6 separate regions of the Mus musculus genome follow, and regions 2, 3, 4, 5 and 6 are each linked to region 1. Evidence: chromatin contacts called from public Hi-C, HiChIP or PLAC-seq and promoter capture Hi-C data. All regions are on one chromosome and are shown on one strand. The core of a region is the stretch at or near the end of the contact, and the rest is flanking DNA. Distances in the headings are between cores, read along the strand shown.

Region 1 (2,916 bases), core at 243-2,742:
CCAGAGTGAAAGAAACAGTCACCCAGCACCCTTAGGACCATCCTGGCCTGTTAAGGGGATGAGAAAAAAAAAAGCCATTTTCAGGTGACAAGATGTCACAGAGTAAGAAATACAGGAATAGATGCTAAGTGGTGTAGGTCTGAGTTCTGTGGTCATTTCCAACTAGCTGGGTGGCTGCGGGAAAACTGTATCAAGTATTCAGGGTGTTGTATGTGTGCGTGTATGTTGTATGTGAGGATGGACCAGTGCAGGCCAGAGAATCACCTCAGGTGCTGTTCTTCAGGCAACTTTTACCTTGGTTTTAGTAACTGGCTCTCTCATTGGCCCAGTCTGGAGGAGCAGGCTAGGCTAGGCTGGGCCTGTGAGCTAGAGCTCTGCCTGTCTCTGCCTCCCCAGCGCTGCGAAGTCAGTATCATCGGGCCTGTTAGGCTTTGTTTGGAATCTGAGTTCTCAAACGCAGGTCCTCATTCTTTCAAAGCAGCACTTTACTGACTGAGCCGTGTCGTGTCGTGACCTCCACCCCACCGCCCTCACACCGTGCACCCTTTTTGAAAGGAAGCAAAGAGGGAGGCAGACGTGGCGGTAACAAAGCCTGCCTAAGATCCATTCTTCCACAAGAGGCCAATACCTGCTCTACAGAGATGCTCTAGTATACTAAATGTGCTAAGCCGGACTCGTCACGTTGTCACCCAGCCGCAGCATTTTGTATTCTATAAGTCACTTGGGAGTGTATTCTCAAACTGCCCACCTTCATGGACTGGGACGTGCCAGGGCCTACTGCATCTATTTTGTAGAACAAAGTGAGAACTAGGTAGGCAGCAGTTGTCCGAAGTTGCAGAGTGAAGTGACAGGTGTTTGGCTCACCTGACAGTGGCCTCTCAGAACTAGCTCCCAATCTCAGGATGCCAGCTTCACCCGAATACCTATCCTTTGGGGTGAGCTGAAGCCTATGACTCACTCGCCCCCACCCGACTTTCGGTCCCGCTTGGGACAAGGCGTGAAGGGACAGAACGATCTGCCACTTGAGGGGTGTCTACAGAAAGTTCATAGGCTCGGCCTGTTCTTTACACAAAAAACAGGCTGGCTCTCTGGACTCTAATAAAAATAAATCGTGTTTCAATACATGTTAGCCGAGGTCTTTCCCTGTCTTAGCAGATATTTTTGTACTTAAACTTGGGCGTCGATGTACCTTTAGTCCCATCTCCACTTCACTTGGTTTGTCCTCGCCTCTGTTTACTCCGATTGCGGAAGTCGCTCGGGTGGAGTTCCCGGGACACTACCTTTGAATACGTCTTTTGCGTACTTATTTAATTGGCATTGGATTCAGACCAATGGGATAGCTGGGGGCTCCGGGCGGGTGGGGCAGGGAGCCAATCAGAACGGTTGGCGGGGTGTGGCTGCGTCCCGGGGCGGGGAAATCGCGTAATGGCGGACTCAGGCCGGTGGAGTGCGGCTGGGGGCGTAGCGCGCTGAGGGGGGCGTCCGGCTGAGTAGCAGCCCGCGAAGCAGTAGGCTGGAGCGTTCTCCGTGGGGACGCGGACCGGCTGCCCAGCCCTTCATGTCGCTGAGGGCGACTGCGCGAGGTCAGGTGAGCAACAAGTCCCCCTGGGCGCGCCCGGCTGTGAGAGGCGAGCGCCGGCCCGGCCACCCCTGCAAGGGTCCGGTGGCACCGGGTGTCTGCTCTGACGGTCGCTGGTGCGGCTCGTGTGTTGTCAGCGCCGTGGCGACACCTCAGGGGTGGTGGTGACCCAGAGTGCCCTTCGGAGACTAGGGAGGGTCGGCGAAAGTGGCCCTACCACCAACCCACTGTGTGTTCTTGAGCAAGTCACTTCCGTCTTCGGGCCTCAGTTTACCATTTGTAAATAGACTTCACCGAAGCCTGTGAATTGGGTCTCAGCAACTCCCCGAGCTCCTGGACAAGTTCATCTCCAGGCTGAGCCTCAGTTTCCATATTTGGACCATAAAGTAATTGAGGTGCTCTTTGGGGACCCTGGCTGCTAGGCTGGGGGTAGGGACATTGTGGAGGAGTGTGTGAGCACGCGCACATGTGCACAGAATGAGCCCTACAGAAAGGAGCCTTGGCTTACGGGCCACTGGTACCAATGCATGGGTGCTACCCAGATCGTGACAGGGAAGGGCTAAGTCCTGTGGTCCTTTGAGATGAGGAAATGTTCATAGATTCAGAGATCAGGGGTTACCCTTGGCGTTTAAGCCCAGCACTGAAGAGGAAGAAAGCCAAGGAAAATGTTAATGGTTGTCCTACTATGTGCCAAACCTTAGGTATAAGTGCTTGTTTAGTTTTTCCAGCTGTCCTTGTAAGTTTACTGGTGAGGAAGTCAAGTAGGTTTCAGAGAAGTAACTTGCTCAGGGTGACACCGGAACGTGTGGCACTTACCAAAGTGAGGGTGTTTCCTCTGGGAAGCACCGGGCGCGCAGGGATAAGTTAGTGTTCTCTTACAAAGTTTGCTTTGTCATAAATGGAGGGAGGGGTCTAGCCTGGAGAGTTGATTTCACTTTTGGTGTGGAGACAGGCTAGGTCTTAAGCTCAGGATTATTAATTATAAGCCCATCTCCTTTTCTTGCTTTGTGACTAAGGAAGGGCCATTTCTGAGTGTTAAAAATCACTTCGAAGTGTGTCAGGACAGCAGAGGATTCCGTTTGAGTCCCAGGCAGGTGTCACCAATATTTGTTGTATAGAGACATGAGTTTTGACTCCAGGTGGTGTCATCAGAGTGTCTTTCTCTCCTCTGTACAAAGGCTACATTTTATTGGGAGGGAGAATTTATCCATCTGTTGTATAATTTCTTTGGGTTCCTTGGGGCTAAAGTTTCAATGGCCTGCCTGTGTTCAAGTGTAGCCTTTCTTTCTTTGTTCTTTCCTTATCTTGCAGATGAGTAAAGGCAGTGGACTTTGAGT
Region 2 (2,700 bases), core at 23-2,522, 500 kb after region 1:
ATAATGAATAATAAAAGAAACCAATAGGAAGAAGTAGGAGGGAAAGGTGGGACTCACCCCGGGTGCGTTCAAGTGGGGGTGTATGTGCCCTCAAGGAGTCACAGGGCAAGTGACTCCAGCTAGAGGCTGAGGGTGGGTGGAAACTTTGGATGCATGAGTGGCCCGAGAAAACTATAAGCAGCCACTCCTCCATCCTTCAGTCCTAAAACGGAGCTACAGTGTAGGCCAACCCTAGGTCACTGGGAAAAGGTCAGAAGCCCATAGGGGCAAATAAGACAGGCCGTGTGAAAGCACTCAGGTCTCTTTCCTGAAAAGGATCTTGATGCCGCCCGCTGTCCCGGTGGTGGACCGCCACCGAGGGATGCAGAGTGTCCGGAGGGGAAAGAGACAGGGCAGGGTGGGAGACACCTAGAGGACTAGGGAGCTAAGAGAGCGTCGGGAAGAAGCTTTGGAGAAACTAAGGAAAGTGCTGGAGAGAGAAGGGCCTGTCTGAGAGGCCCAGAGATGCTTTAGGGAGGACTGCCTCCGGGCCTAGGGTGACCATGACTGAGGGAAAGCGGGTGTGGGAGCCAGGACCCTGTAGAACCTTGGAGGGACTTGAGAGGACGCCTAGAAAAATTCATGGTAGGGTGTCCACAGCCAAAGGACACAAAAACTTACTTGTCTGAGGACAGGAATGAAAGACGCCTAGAAGGGTCAGAAAGAGCCTGGGATAGGCAAGAACCAGCCAGTGAGTGACCGCAGGTGGACCTGAGGGACCCGGCAAAAGCTGGTGACCCGGGCGGGGCACCCAAGGTCCGGGTGGCGAGAAGGGGTTCCGGGGTTCCGGGGCGGCGGGCGGAGGCCCGAGGGCTCACGGATGCGGGCGGGGAAGGAGCGGCGGCCGGGGACGCAGTGCCGGGGTGGGGGTGGGCGAACTCACTCGAAGACGAAGAAGAGGATGGTGGTGCTGAGGATGAGCAGCAGCGTGAGCGCGAAGACGCCGCCGTGGCCGGCCAGCATGAGCCGGCCTCCGCAGTAGAAGCGGTTGCGGCCCGGGAACACCTCCCACTTACGCCGGGGCCGGCGGCCCAGGCTCCCGCTGCCGCTGCCGCTGCCGCTCCAGCGCGGCGCGCCAGGCGCGGGCCCGGGGCTTGGAGCAGGGGGCGCGGCGGGGCCGGGGCGACGCGCCCCGGGGGAGGCGGGCGGCGGGGCGGCCCCGGGGCTTATCTGCTGGTACTCGCAGTCCTTCATGCGGCCGGCCGCGGGCCTCGGCTCCGCGCCCGGCCGCTCCGGGACCGGGCCGAGCAGCGGAGGTGGCGGCGGCGCGCGCGGCGCTGGCGGGCGGGCAGGCAGGCTCGCTCGGGTTGGCCTCTCCGCTGCCGCCCCGCCCCCGGCTCGCTCCGCAGCGCCTCCTGCGCCCAGCCCGGGCTCTGCAGATGCGGCCTCCAGGGCTCCCTCAGCTGCCGGTGCTCTCAGACCCTGCCTTAGGAGTCAGAGATTCAGGGGACAGCTCAGGCACTCCAGGCTCGCCCACCTCTGAGGGCAAGCTGGTAAGGGTGCTTTGAAAGTTCCGAGTGTCTAAAGGGGTGTGAGTGAAATATCCTTTAGTCTTTCCCTCCCTGCTGTCCTAGGTTCAACCCTGGGTTCTAGATAATCCCCAAATGGAGATCATGCCTAAGGGCCCCAAACTTTTTTCAGGTGGGTGTTTTCACAACAGACCTAACCAACCAGGAACTGGGGTGGGCTAACTCCTGGTGACTGAGACAAGTAGGGTTCAAGGACCTTCAGGCCAAGGTCCAAGGTGAATTTGCAACGAGCTGGGCTACAAGTGAGTCCCTGTTTCAGCTGAAAACACACACACACACGCGCACACTATATTTTCTAGGACTCAGGTCGGAAGTCCAGAAATATTTTAGCAAATTCTTTTACATGCATCACCCCCAAAGCTCATAGGGCTAAATCAGGCAGTCTTATCTGGAGCAAATGGGGTCCAGCCTCCTTGCAAACCATTCAAGTTGATGGTGGAACTTATTTCTCGTGATGTGACTGGAGGCCTGGGAGTTTTGCTGAAACTCCACCCAAAGTTACTAGAGCTCATTGCAGTGGCTCACCAGCGAGGTTTCTCTGAAGGACTTGTGCACTTCCTGAACCTGACAAGGAGAGTTTAGCATCCATTTGTGAAAACAGGGATTGCTAGCTGGCTATGGTGGCCCACGCCTTTACTCCCAGCACTTGGGAGGCAGAGGCAGGCGAATTTCTAAGTTCGAGGCCAGCCAGGTCTACAGAGTGAGTTCCAGAACAGCCAGGGCTACACAGAGAAACCCTGTCTCGAAAAACAAAACAAAAGAACAGGGATTGTTTTGCTTTTGGGATACTTGAGTATCCCACCCAGGACCTCACCAGCTGGGCAACCCCTGTCTCTAGCACTGAGCTGCTCCACCTGCCCTAAGACAGATCATTTGTGTTTGTGTGACTGAACGTGCACGTGGGGAGACCGAGAGGGCAGGCCTACGTATGCATGGAGGCCTGAAGAAGGTCTCAGATCCTTCAGAGCCGAAGTTCACTGTAAGATACCTAAATGGTTAGGTAGATGCTGGGGTCTGAACTGGGGCACCCATGATTGTTCGGCAAGTACTCTTAACCACTGTGATGGTTTGAATATGCTTGGCCCAGGTAATGAGAGCACAATTAAATGTTTTCCTCTATAAGAATTACCTT
Region 3 (2,907 bases), core at 384-2,883, 390 kb after region 1:
GCTAGGCTTAGAGTTTGCAGAAGTGCCACTGTACACAAGGTGGCTCATTTTCTGAATTCCAAAGGGGAATATGGTGTACCCCTTGTCCATCCTTGCCCCAGAAGGAAGTGTGATAGACTGTGGGAAGTTCTGCCACTGGGCCTTTGCTGGGAACTTGCCACAGGGATCTCTCCCAAACCTGTCATTTCCATGTGTGACCTTCTTTGTCCTCCCCAGTTGACAGAGGTACCTTTTAAAATTGTTTGTTTGTTTACTTATTTATTTACTTATTTATTTATTTATTGGTTTTTTTTGAGACAGGGTTTCTCTGTGTATCCCTGGCTGTCCTGGAACTCACTTTGTAGACCAGGCTGGCCTCAAACTCAGAAATCTGCCTGCCTCTGCCTCCCAAGTGCTGGGATTAAAGGTGTGTGCCACCATGCCCCTCATGGTTTTTTTTGTTTGTTTGTTTGTTTTTTTGAGATGGGGTCTCTCTACATAGTCCTGCCAATCCTGGAACTCACTCTGTAGACCAGGCTGGCCTGGAACTCACAGAGGTCCACCTTACTGCCTCCAAAGAGCTGGGATTAAAGGCATGTGCCACCACATCTGGCTAGAGAGGTCTATATCTACAGAGGGGACACTGGAAAATGGAAAGTGACTTGCTCCCATGTCAAACAGTTCAAAAAGAGCAAGAAAGACATCAGGGACTATGTTGGCTGTGGAGGCGCATGCCTGTGATCCCAGCACTCCATAGATAAGAGGAGCAAGTCTTCAAGGGCAGCCTTGGCTACATAGGGAGCTAGAGGCCAGCCTGGGGTACATGAGACTTTGTCTCAGAAAACTTGAACAATCTACGGCTGCACCCCTGGGAACATACCTGATCTAGGCTGATCTTGACTCGAAGCAGGACAGGATATGGCTGGTCTTCCCAGGATCTTGTATTGGAAGACCTAGGTAAGAGGAGCTGAAGAGAGAGTTCTGCCTCAGAGAGCACTGGCTGCTCTTCAAAGTTCCAAGGTCCCCAGTTCGACTCTCAAGTGCTCACATAACAGCTCACAACCCTCTGTAACTCCAGTTCCAGGGCATCCCATGCCCTCCTCTGCTCCCTTACCTGTGGGCACAAGGCACGCAAGTGGTGCATGGATGTACAAGCAGGCAAGACATTCATACATATAAAAACATTTAATGTAAAAAAAGAGAAACCTAAATAAGTGAATATGTAGACAGACAGATAGATAGACAAGAGATCATTGCCTAGCTATTCAAACAGTGAAGAATATTTACTAAGCAGTTGGTATGTGCCAGGCGCTGTACTAGGGAAACAAGACCAGACCTTACCCTCAAGGTCAGAGGCTAAAAGGAGGAGACAAAAGACAGGAAAGCAACAGTCTGCTGGGAACTATAATAAAGAGTCCAGAGAACTGTTCCACATGACAGAGCTAGGGACTCAGGGGCCCGGACGGCTTCCCAGGAGGCATGCATGCCCTTTAAGTAGGAGCTTTGCGGCCCGGTAGGCGCCCCATGGGCTCTCCGATACTTCCAGGACACTGGACTATAGAGCAGAGAGGGGACCTAAGCACTGTTGCCCGATGATGGCCCCTCTCAGGGCCTCACTCTCCTGGCTGGGCCGGAGCTGGGCGGGGCCTCGGCCAGGTGCGCGGCGGCGCTCGGCGGAGGCAGGAAGTGTGTCCCCAGCGGCGCCCCGTGCCGCGCTCCCGCGAGACGCTTACCTGCGACCCAGGTGAGTGCCGAGGGGGGCGGGGGAAGGGCCGAGCGGAGGCGGCTCACCTGGCTGGGCAGGTAAGGCCGGCGCGGGTCCGCGGGGGCGCGGGGCGGTGCAGCCCCGGGTGGGTGACCCTGGAGGCCGCGCCTGGACGGCGGCGGGGCGCGGGCCCTGCTCCTCGGGCCCCGACGTCCACTTCCGGGGTGCGCGGGGCCCGGCCGGAGCGGCCCGAACGGGCGCAGGGCTGGGCTGGGCTGGGCGGGCCGAGAGGCCCCTGGGGTGCTAGGACCCAGCACCGTGCGTGGAACAGCGTCGGGAGTCGCGGGCCACGGCGCTGGTGGCAAGCGAGGCGGTGCGCGCCCCGACGGCAACGCGAGCCCTGCCGCCTGGACGCGCGCGGCTCCTGCTTGCAGATGAGACAGTGGCTGGGGCTGTGCCAGGGGGGTGCACAGTACCCTGCGCCCGAGCTGAGCAGAGCTGAGCGCGGCTCGCTGACCATACGTTTGCCTGGACAGAGGCTGCTGCAGCCGGCTCGTCCTGGGGACACAGGGAGGAGGGCCCATGGAGAGCCCCCGAGTCTGTCTGTCTGTCCGTCTGTCTCTGTGTTTTGTGGGGACTGTCGGAAAGGCGAAGGCAGTGAGAAATCAGAGAATCCTGGGGCCATCAGACCTTGAGGCATCCTTGCGATGCCTTCGAACGCTGCCAAGTTAGAGAATGCCAAGAGTGTGTCTTCCCAGGCTTTTGCTAAACACGGAGCTCCACCCCCAACCCCCATACCTCCGTAGAGGGTTAGAAGGACATTAATCTCTCCTCTTTTGAGAGATGAGGTTTTCCATTTTTATTTTACGTCACATTGGTTTATTATTTACTTATATTTAAGTTAATTTAATATATATTTTGTTTTGCTTTTTGAGATAGGGTCTCATATGGCCCAGGCTAGGCCCAATATTCAGCCAAGGATGACTCTGAAGTCCTCATCATCTCATCGTGTCTTGTGCTGGAATTACAGACGTGGGCCACCTCACTACTCTAAGATGAACCTATTTAAAGATGAGGAAGCTGGGTCCAAGACTCTTGTCCCAGGCCAAAATTGAGGCAAAAATTGGTCCCACTAAATTAAGTGAGCAGTGTCACTGGGTTGTCAGGAGGGATGGACCAGGGACAATCGTGGGAAAAGGAAGGTGTAGATGGATGGTTTGAAG
Region 4 (2,856 bases), core at 60-2,559, 320 kb after region 1:
TACTCCTAAGTTGTTTTGTTTTGTTGAAAAAAGATCTTCATATGCAGCTGAAGCTGAACTCCATTTGAGATCCTCCTGCCTCAGACACACATATAAAAGGCCACAGAAAGAAGTCTCGTTTAACTTTGGCACACTTTCCATTCCTCTGGAAGGAATGGGGACTGCTCAGAAGAAAATGACCCCAACACTGGAAGACTGAGGACAAAGTCAGTGACCGGATGCTTGAACATAAACAAGAAAACCCACCAGATAAATTGAGAGGGGGAGAGAGGATGGAGTGACTGGACTGTCCCCTGACTCTAGCAGGAGCTGGCTACCTACTTGTTTGGTCTCTACTTTTGAACTAAAAACTTCCTCCAAGAATGACGTCCGGAATCCCTCACCAACCGGGATCTTGGCGCCACCCTGTGGCTATTTCTGGAACTGCGCATCTATATTGATCCAGCTCTAGCTAAAGGCAAATTGCACCTTTCTCGTGTACATTGTCTCTTTTCTCGTTTCCTGTTCTCCTTTTCTTTTTTCTTTCGGCACTGGGTACGAATCCTGGGTCTCTTCACTTGCCAGACAAGTGCTCTGCCACAGAGCTACACTGTCACTCAGTCTTCTCTTTCTATTTATTGAGCACTGACTGTATGCTAGGTTCTGTGCTAGTGGTTCCTTCAGTGTAGCCTTTATAGTCCAGCAATGCTCTCACTTTATAGACGTGGAAGATGAGTCACAGAAAAGCTAAAGGTTCAATAAGAGACCCTGCCTTAAAAATAAGGGGGAGCACATTTGAGAAAGGCACCCAGTCACCCTCTGGCCTCGGTGCGCGTACGCACACTTACACACTGTATTGGTTTCTTTTCTTTCCTTTTGGGTTTTCGAGACAGGGTTTCTCTGTGTCGCCTTGGCTGTCCTGGAGCTCACTCTGTAGACCAGGCTGGCCTCGAACTCAGAAATCCGCCTGCCTCTGCCTCCCAAGTGCTGGGATTAAAGGTGTGCGACACCACGCCCACGCCCAATGGTACTTTCCTCTTAAGAACAGAAATTTGCCTGCCTCTGCCTCCCAAGTGCTGGGATTAAAGGCGTGAGCCACCATACCCGGTTTGGTTACTTTTCTGTTGCTGTGATAAAAGCCGAGGCACCTATAGAAGGAACACTTTAGGGTTAGGGACTCCAGAGGGAGGACAGTCCATTGTGGCGAGGACTGTGGCAGCAGGTGCCAGACACGGAGCCAAGAACAGGAAAGCTCACAATTGAACTGTAAACAGGAAACAGACAGAGCAAACTGGGAATGACAAGAGTCACTTCCTCCAAGGCCAGCATGCCCCCTAGGCCTCCCCGCAAACAGTGCCACCAACTGGGAACCAAGTATTCACAAGGCTGAGACTATAGGGGACATCTCATTAGAACCACCACACAGGCACACACACACACACACACACACACACACACACACACACACACACACACACGCATGCACACACGAGGACACTCACGAGCACACACGCTCTAAGGAAGACAGAGGAGAAGATGAAAACAGTCCAGCTGGTAAAAACACTTGCAACCCAAACCCAGTGGCACGAGCCAGGTCCCCAGAACCCACGTAAAATTCGGTGGCACACATCCACAACCATAGCATGCCTGTGGCAAGACGGGAGGCAGAGAGAGGCGAATCAGCTAGCAGCTCCGGGGCCAGCCAGCCTGCAGCTCACAGCATGGCTGAAAAGGCTGCCAGAGGCCCTGCCTCAAAACCAAGGTGGATGGTGGGAAACTGTCCTCTGACTCCACACCTGCACCTATGCACACATACACCAAATACTATCATTTTCTTAAAGGCTTTTTTTTTTTCAAGACAAGGTTTCTCTGTGTAGCCCTGACTGTCTTGGAACTCTCTCTGTAGACCATGTTGGCTTCAAACTCAGAGTTCTGCCTGCCTCTGCCTAAGGCACGTATCACCATGGCTGGCTAAAGACTTATTTTCTTTAGATCTAAACTGAAAAAAAAAATAAAAATAAAAAACAAAAAACAACAAAAAAAAACCTTTTATGTTCTATATAGGACTTTTTCCTGCATGGATGTCTGTGTACCATGTGAATGCCTGGTGCCTGCGGAGGCCAGAATCACACATCAGATCCCCTGGAATTGGGGTTACAGATGGTTATGAACCACTGTGTGTGTGAGCTCTAGGAATCAAACCTGAGACCTTTACCATAGCAGCCAGTGCTCTTAACTGCCGAGCCATCTGTCCAGCCAAATTCGGTTTATTTTTAATTACATGTCTCTCTGTGGATATATGCGGGTATCTGCAGAGGCCAGAAGAGGATGTCAGGAGGCAGCCAATAGGGTGCTGGGAACTCTGATCTCAGGGCCTCTGCAAGAGCAGCAAGTATGTTTGGCTTGGCTTCTTGGTGTTGGCTGATTGGTTGCTTTTTTGAATCAGTGTTTCTCTGTATAGCCCTGGCTATTCTGGAGCTTGCTCTGTAGACCAGGCTGGCCTCAAACTCAGAGATCTGCCTGCTTAAAGGTGTGCACCACCACACCTGGCTTTACAGTACACAGTGTTAACTGCTGAGCCACTTCTCCACCCCCTGCCCCTGAGACATCTCTCCAGCCCCCCACACATTCTTTTTCTTTTCTTTCTTTCTTTTTTTTTAAACAATCTGATATTTTTTCTTTTTAATTACATTTTATTTACTTATTTTCTGCATGCAGAGAAGAGGGGTACCTGTGCCACCAAACTGCTGTGGAGGTCATAGGACAAGTTTTCAGAGTTGGTTCTCTCCTCCTGCTATGTGAGACATGGGACTTGAACTCAGGTTGTCAGGCTTGGAGGCAAGCACCTTTCTCCAGCGTCAGTTTCTATTTCTAACA
Region 5 (2,700 bases), core at 99-2,598, 360 kb before region 1:
TTTTCTTCAAGACAGGGTTTCCCTGTGCAGCCTTGACTGTCCTAGAACTCACACTGTAGACCAAGCTGGCCTCAAATTCACAGAGATCCACCTGCCTCCACCTCCCAAGTGTTGGGGTTAAAGGCGTGTGCCAACCCCTCCCCCAGGTAGGGTTTCTTTCTTTGAAAACATGAACATGTTATCTATGCCCTGGATACAAGCCTGTGTGTGCGTATGAACATGTGTGCTGGAGTGTGTGCTTGTGTGTGTGTGTGTAGAGGACAACTTGTAGGAGTTGTGATGGAGCAGCCTGACTCCACCTTAAGTTCTGAAGCCATCTTATCATACTACCAAAATAAGTCCATTCCTCTTTTCTATAAAACTTAATTTGACCAGGTCTTGACCAACTTTCTGAATTTCGACAGGTTCCACACCCTATACCCTGATTTCAGTCTGATAGACGTTCTGCCAAATAATGCTGAAATGTTCGACCAAGTGCCTACATAACCCTTGAAAATGTCCATATTCTTGCAGTTTTGGGGGTTATATAAACCTCACCTCTTGTGTTCGATGCTGTTTTCTCATTTTGTATTTGTTTTGTTTTTTCGAGACAGGGTTTCTCTGTGTAGCCTTGGCTGTCCTGGAACTCACTCTGTAGACCAGGCTGGCCTCGAACTCAGAAATCCTCCTGCCTCTGCCTCCTAAATGCTGGGATTAAAGGTCTGTGCCACCACTGCCCGGCGATGCTGTTTTCTCAAAACCCCAGTTTAGCGAGATAGCCATCTCTGACAAAATTAAGCTTGCTTAATTTGACCAAAAATTGTTTAATCATTTCTACTCATCTTCAGTGGGATTAACAGTTGAGCCTCTCCTTCCACCATCACGCAGGTATTTATTTATGAATACAATATCACTATCTTCAGACACACCAGAAGAGGACAGCAGATCCCATTATAGATGGTTGTGATCCACCATGTGGTTGCTGGGAATTGAACTCGGGAGTTCTGGAAGAGCAGAAAACTAGCAGTTTGGCGGGAAAAGGGGGCTAGCGAGCGGCGGAAGTGATGTAGGGTTGCATGCGACGGAGATGGGGTGTGTGTGAAGAATGCTTGAGGATGGCCCCGGAAGTATCGTTTTGATTGGTTGTTTTCTTGAATACTGTCCTATCGGAAATTTGCCCTCAGTAAAGATGGCCGCGCATGCTTCCATTCCTTCTTGGGGCCGGGTGTTTTTCCTAAGCTTGGCCTTGATACCGAAAAAAAAAGGAGGGGACTCATGAGTTCTGATTGGCTGAAGGTAAATGTGTCCAGGGCGCTGATTGGCTGTCCCTTCGCGGGAAGGAGTTTGTGGCGCCAGTGCAAAGTAGCCAGAAGGCTGCCACGCCAGAGCGGCACAGAGTTCCCAAGTGTTCTTAGTTTTCGTGTCCGAGCGTCTTGGGCCGCTCTCTCCGGAGAACTGCGACCAGGATGTGGAATAGTAATGGCGGGCGTGGGGAGAGTCACGCGAGGGTGTTGGGAGTGGGCGAGTCTGGCGCAGGAAGGCCGGGACGGAGCGAGAGGCCCGAGGCGGGCTCGGCGGCGTTCGCGGGGTGGCAGGGGGATTGTCGCGGCTGGGGCGGTGGGGACAGCGGTCGCCAGGTATAGAGATGGGGAGCGCAGCGCAGACTCTGACGACGGTCGTTCCCCGCAGGCGGATTCGAAAGCTTCAGCAGCTCCACCTATGGCGGAGCAGGCGGCTACACGCAGTCCCCCGGTGGCTTCGGGTCGCCCACACCGTCGCAGGCGGAGAAGAAATCGGTACGTAGACTGACGGCTCCGTTCTCATTTGTGTCCTGGCCAGGAGGGAACGTGTTTTCGTGCGGGAGGGTGGCACACCCCAAGGTGTCAGAAGCTGTCCGTTACCTACCTTGTCTTTTGTATGGTCAAGTGGGGAACAGGGTTTTTATTATTTTATTGTTTGGCAAGCCTGCAGTGGTTCGCCCGGCCTCCATTTTCCTGGCCCTACCACTCGAAAGTATGCTTTAGTAGAGTTTAATATCGCTGTCCCCAGGGCACAAAAATCCCTGAAGAACAAGAGTCCACTGTGTTCAGAACAGGTTTGGGGTTGTTTCCTGTTGGTAACTGACAGGAAGGACACGCTAAGCCTTAATCTGCTGGGCTTTTTCTGCCTCGTACATATTCATTGTATGACCAAGTGTTTTGGAGGTGTTTGTAGCTCTGGCTGGCCTGGAACTCAGAGATCCACCTGCCTGTACACTGTAGTTGTCTTCAGACACACCAGAAGAGGGCATCAGATACCACTACAGATGGTTGTGAGCCACCGTATGGTTGCTGGGAATTGAACTCAGGACCTCTGGAAGAGCAGTCAGTGCTCTTAACCGCTGAGCCATCTCTCCAGCCCAAAAAGATCCTTTCTTAAAAAACAAACAAACTACATTGCTCGTAGGTGGCTTGAGAGGCAAGTGTCTTTGCTAGATGCTCCTCTGCCCACTCCATCTGACTCTCCTGTTAAGATGCCCAAAGATGAGCAGCTTGACGAAACTCACCAGGTTTTCTGCAGAGACTGCCATCTGGTTGCCAGAATATCTCCTAAAAGAAGCTATACTTCTAACTTCTTCCATTTTATCAAGAAACCTAGAGCATCTTCGTAGTCCTTTTTCTGCTTGTCATTTCTCAAGCCTTTTCACAAGGCCCTGTTGTCTCCGTGGTGTCCTGAACACTG
Region 6 (2,700 bases), core at 168-2,667, 490 kb before region 1:
TGGAAGAAGCACACGATCTGATTAAGGCTTTCACGGGAGGCTCTCTTCTGTATTGAGTATAGGGTAGCAAACATGAATGGGACCCTCAGAATTACATACTGACTGTGGTTCATACCAACACAGGTGGAAAATGGTCCGATTCTGCAAAGACTTTGAAGACAGCATCTACTGATTGTGCTAAGTAGGTGTGATGTGTGAGAAAGAGCAGTTAAGATGCTCGCTCCCCAAAAAGTAGTTGCTTAGAAAATTGTTGAAATAGAAGCAGTTAATAAAAATCTTTTATTTTTATTTGTATTGAAAAGCTAGGTTTTTGTTTTTTAAACTTTGTGGGTTAATCTAATATTTGTAATTCTGGGTCTTTTTTTCTTTTTTTTAAAGATTTATTTATTTATTATATGTAAGTACACTGTAGCTGTCTTCAGACACTCCAGAAGAGGGAGTCAGATCTCATTACGGGTGGTTGTGAGCCACCATGTGGTTGCTGGGATTTGAACTTTGGACCTTCGGAAAAGCGGTCCGGTGCTCTTACCCACTGAGCCATCTCACCAGCCTGGGTCTTTTTTTCTTGAGGGTCTTTCCCTTCAAACATGAATGGAATTGAATACACTGACAACTATACAAAGCCTGTCTTCAACTCCATTCCTCGTCCACACTTGAGTTGTATTTTAGAATTAATGAAGCATTAAAAAATGTTTCTGAGCTAAGAAGGTGGATCTCTTGATTTCGAGCCCAGTCTGATCTTTAGAGGGAATTCTAGGCCAAGGTCCATAGAGAAAAACTTTTCTTGGAAAAACAACAACAAAAAACCACCCCCACACACACCAAAACAAAAACAAAAACAAAAACAACAAAATGTTCCTGAAAACAATTTGCACAAAATGAAGGCAGCTGCAAGTGTAATATAATACTAGGTATAAACTAAATTTTCGGATAGAAATGTTCACTTTGAGTTAGCCTTTCAAGTGTCTTCAAAAGTTCCCATCCATTTTTCCTCTCCTAGTCTTTCTAACTCGACCAATTGCAGTCAACATTTTTCAACTTCGTCGTCCCTTTACGGTAGGAATCACACACATTTTTTTTTTTTAGAACTTACTTTCAAAGATGAGAGCGGTGGCTGGGCATGGAGGCACAAGCCCTAGGCTGAAGGAGGAGGGTCCCCAGTTCGAGATCAGCCTGATCTGACTTTGTTTTGGGGAGGGCGGGAGTACTTTTCACGAAGGCGGCGGCAATTTAGCAGCACCAGCATCCTCGGAAAGTCATCTCGTGCGTAAGATCCAGGGAGTCAATCACGCAACTGGGTCTGCGAGGTGGGCGGGACCTAAGCCTTGCCCCGCCCCGAGACGATTGACTGGTCCTCTGGGTTCTGTCGGAACGGGGTGTGGATTGTTAGGCGGTCCCGCATCTACTTCCGGTGGCTAGGGATGCGCATCCGGGTCACGCTAACGCCGCGGTTTCCGCCACTCTGTTGGTTCCAGAGTGGGTCCGTAATCGTCCCATGTCGTGCTGGGCAGTGTCTGCAGCCGTCTGGTGAGTCCCCGCCGCCGCCAGGGTGTGAGCGCGGTGGCTCGGGTGCAGCGTTCGGGGTCCCGGCTGAAGAGGTCCTCCTTGGTCGTGCTGGGTAGGGGGTCCCGTCACCGTCCCCCTCGTCCCTGCCTGCCGGTCTGCCCTCGAGCTTTTCCCGGGCGTCGCTCTGGCCTCGCCCCTTCTCGCCTAGGCGCCGGGTCTCTGCCTCCCCCTTCTCTCAGCACTTCTTCCCGATCCACTGTTTTTCCACCCGGAGCGTTGGGGTTCGGCTCTGTCCCCCAGCCCTCCTCGCCTGTGACCCTTCCCCCCTCCAGGGACTGGTAGATGACAAGAGTGTTGCGCCTGCCCTTTCAGAGCGAGAGGGCTTCCTCCGAGTCCAGATCCTGGCCGACTGCTCCAGCTTGGAGGCGCGAGGTTAGACTTGAGGTCGCTTCCCCAGTTAGAGAACAACAAAGGCGTCCCCAGGTCCTCGCACTGCCTCAGTTTGCTGGGCTCTCTGGGCAGCAGCGAACAGGTGGCGGACTCGCTGGCGGGCTTGTGAGATCTCCTGAATTGACAGGTCTTCGTCCTGTCTGTTTTGAGTCCTCTGTCCCACGAGAATGGATGTGCACAGCTGAGGCAAAAGTGCGGATGTTCTTCACTCTGCATGGATTTAAAGTTAGAGGACTCCGGGTTTCTAAACTTTTAAACGACTGTGATGTGGTGTGGTGTTGCTGTTTTCTGCCAAGATTCACCAATGTAATATCATTTTCCTTATAAGCCAGACATTGTTTCTTAGAACGTTCTTTTTAACTTCTTTTTCTCTAGTGTTGCTACCATGGTTTAGAAATCATGATCTTAGCATTTTAAAATTTAAGACATCTTATCTTACATTTTCTGGAGGTTTAAAATCATCTATAATGTGAAAAGGGTTAGACTTTATAATGGTTAATGTCCTGTTTCTCAAATTTTGTGATCTAAGGTATATCTAGAGGTACAAATTTGGATAATTCTTTTTTTTTCCTCCCTTCCGGTTTTTGGGGTGTTTGTAGCATATCATTGCAACCATCATTTTCTTTTCGTCATTTTGTGCGTGATCAGTCTAAAATTCAGTATTAATAATTAAATATGTACAGAACAAATAACCGCGTTTATTATTGGTTCCTCTTGGCACAGTTCTCCCTCATATACACATAA

What was found. Promoter capture Hi-C pulls out the DNA fragments that hold promoters and counts their contacts. A called contact is a pair of places that touch in the nucleus more often than the background predicts. HiChIP or PLAC-seq counts read pairs in DNA pulled down with a chosen protein or histone mark. Capture Hi-C pulls out chosen DNA fragments and counts their contacts.
Region 2: an H3K4me3 HiChIP or PLAC-seq map of bone marrow-derived macrophages shows a contact between it and region 1, with 4 times the contacts expected there. The contact joins the promoter of Zdhhc18 here to the promoter of Wasf2 in region 1. A contact is called at or near these places in 1 of 39 promoter capture datasets (liver) and 2 of 115 datasets of contacts at active chromatin or transcription factors (bone marrow-derived macrophages and microglia).
Region 3: a contact with region 1 is called in a promoter capture Hi-C map of adipose tissue. The contact joins the promoter of Kdf1 here to the promoter of Wasf2 in region 1. A contact is called at or near these places in 2 of 39 promoter capture datasets (hematopoietic stem and progenitor cells and liver), 1 of 115 datasets of contacts at active chromatin or transcription factors (embryonic stem cells) and 1 of 9 other capture datasets (adipose tissue).
Region 4: a contact with region 1 is called in a promoter capture Hi-C map of liver, with 2.3 times the contacts expected there. The contact joins the enhancer-like site here to the promoter of Wasf2 in region 1. A contact is called at or near these places in 2 of 39 promoter capture datasets (hippocampal neurons and liver) and 3 of 115 datasets of contacts at active chromatin or transcription factors (bone marrow-derived macrophages, embryonic stem cells and pancreatic cancer cells).
Region 5: a contact with region 1 is called in a Hi-C map of CD4 T cells, with 5 times the contacts expected there. The contact joins the promoter of Rpa2 here to the promoter of Wasf2 in region 1. A contact is called at or near these places in 1 of 39 promoter capture datasets (neutrophils), 2 of 484 Hi-C or Micro-C datasets (B cells and CD4 T cells), 1 of 115 datasets of contacts at active chromatin or transcription factors (astrocytes) and 1 of 9 other capture datasets (adipose tissue).
Region 6: an HNF4G HiChIP or PLAC-seq map of pancreatic cancer cells shows a contact between it and region 1. The contact joins the promoter of Eya3 here to the promoter of Wasf2 in region 1. A contact is called at or near these places in 1 of 39 promoter capture datasets (liver) and 2 of 115 datasets of contacts at active chromatin or transcription factors (embryonic stem cells and pancreatic cancer cells).

The regions. Positions count from the first base shown.
Region 1 is chr4:133,129,141-133,132,056 of GRCm38.p6, forward strand. Wasf2 (WAS protein family, member 2) reads left to right here and starts at 1,493. Exons shown (of 9, transcript NM_153423.6): 1 at 1,493-1,588.
Region 2 is chr4:133,632,157-133,634,856 of GRCm38.p6, forward strand. Zdhhc18 (zinc finger, DHHC domain containing 18) reads right to left here and starts at 1,273. Exons shown (of 8, transcript NM_001017968.2): 1 at 923-1,273. The coding sequence starts at 1,233.
Region 3 is chr4:133,517,330-133,520,236 of GRCm38.p6, forward strand. It overlaps Kdf1 (keratinocyte differentiation factor 1), which reads left to right and starts at 1,634. Exons shown (of 4, transcript NM_133707.2): 1 at 1,634-1,723. It overlaps Gm42323 (predicted gene, 42323), which reads right to left and starts at 2,529. Exons shown (of 3, transcript NM_001378703.1): 1 at 1,771-2,529; 2 at 860-932. The coding sequence starts at 2,480.
Region 4 is chr4:133,451,347-133,454,202 of GRCm38.p6, forward strand. No RefSeq gene overlaps it. Among named protein-coding and RNA genes, the nearest start is that of Gm42322, 12 kb to the left of the region's middle. Within about 2 kb of position 1,310, at least 8 of the 459 cell types and tissues checked have an H3K27ac peak or open chromatin away from gene starts, as enhancers often do. A contact at or near this core is called in liver, where this site is marked.
Region 5 is chr4:132,767,012-132,769,711 of GRCm38.p6, forward strand. It overlaps Rpa2 (replication protein A2), which reads left to right and starts at 1,349. Exons shown (of 9, transcript NM_011284.3): 1 at 1,349-1,455; 2 at 1,669-1,775. The coding sequence starts at 1,446.
Region 6 is chr4:132,637,629-132,640,328 of GRCm38.p6, forward strand. Eya3 (EYA transcriptional coactivator and phosphatase 3) reads left to right here and starts at 1,418. Exons shown (of 17, transcript NM_210071.2): 1 at 1,418-1,527.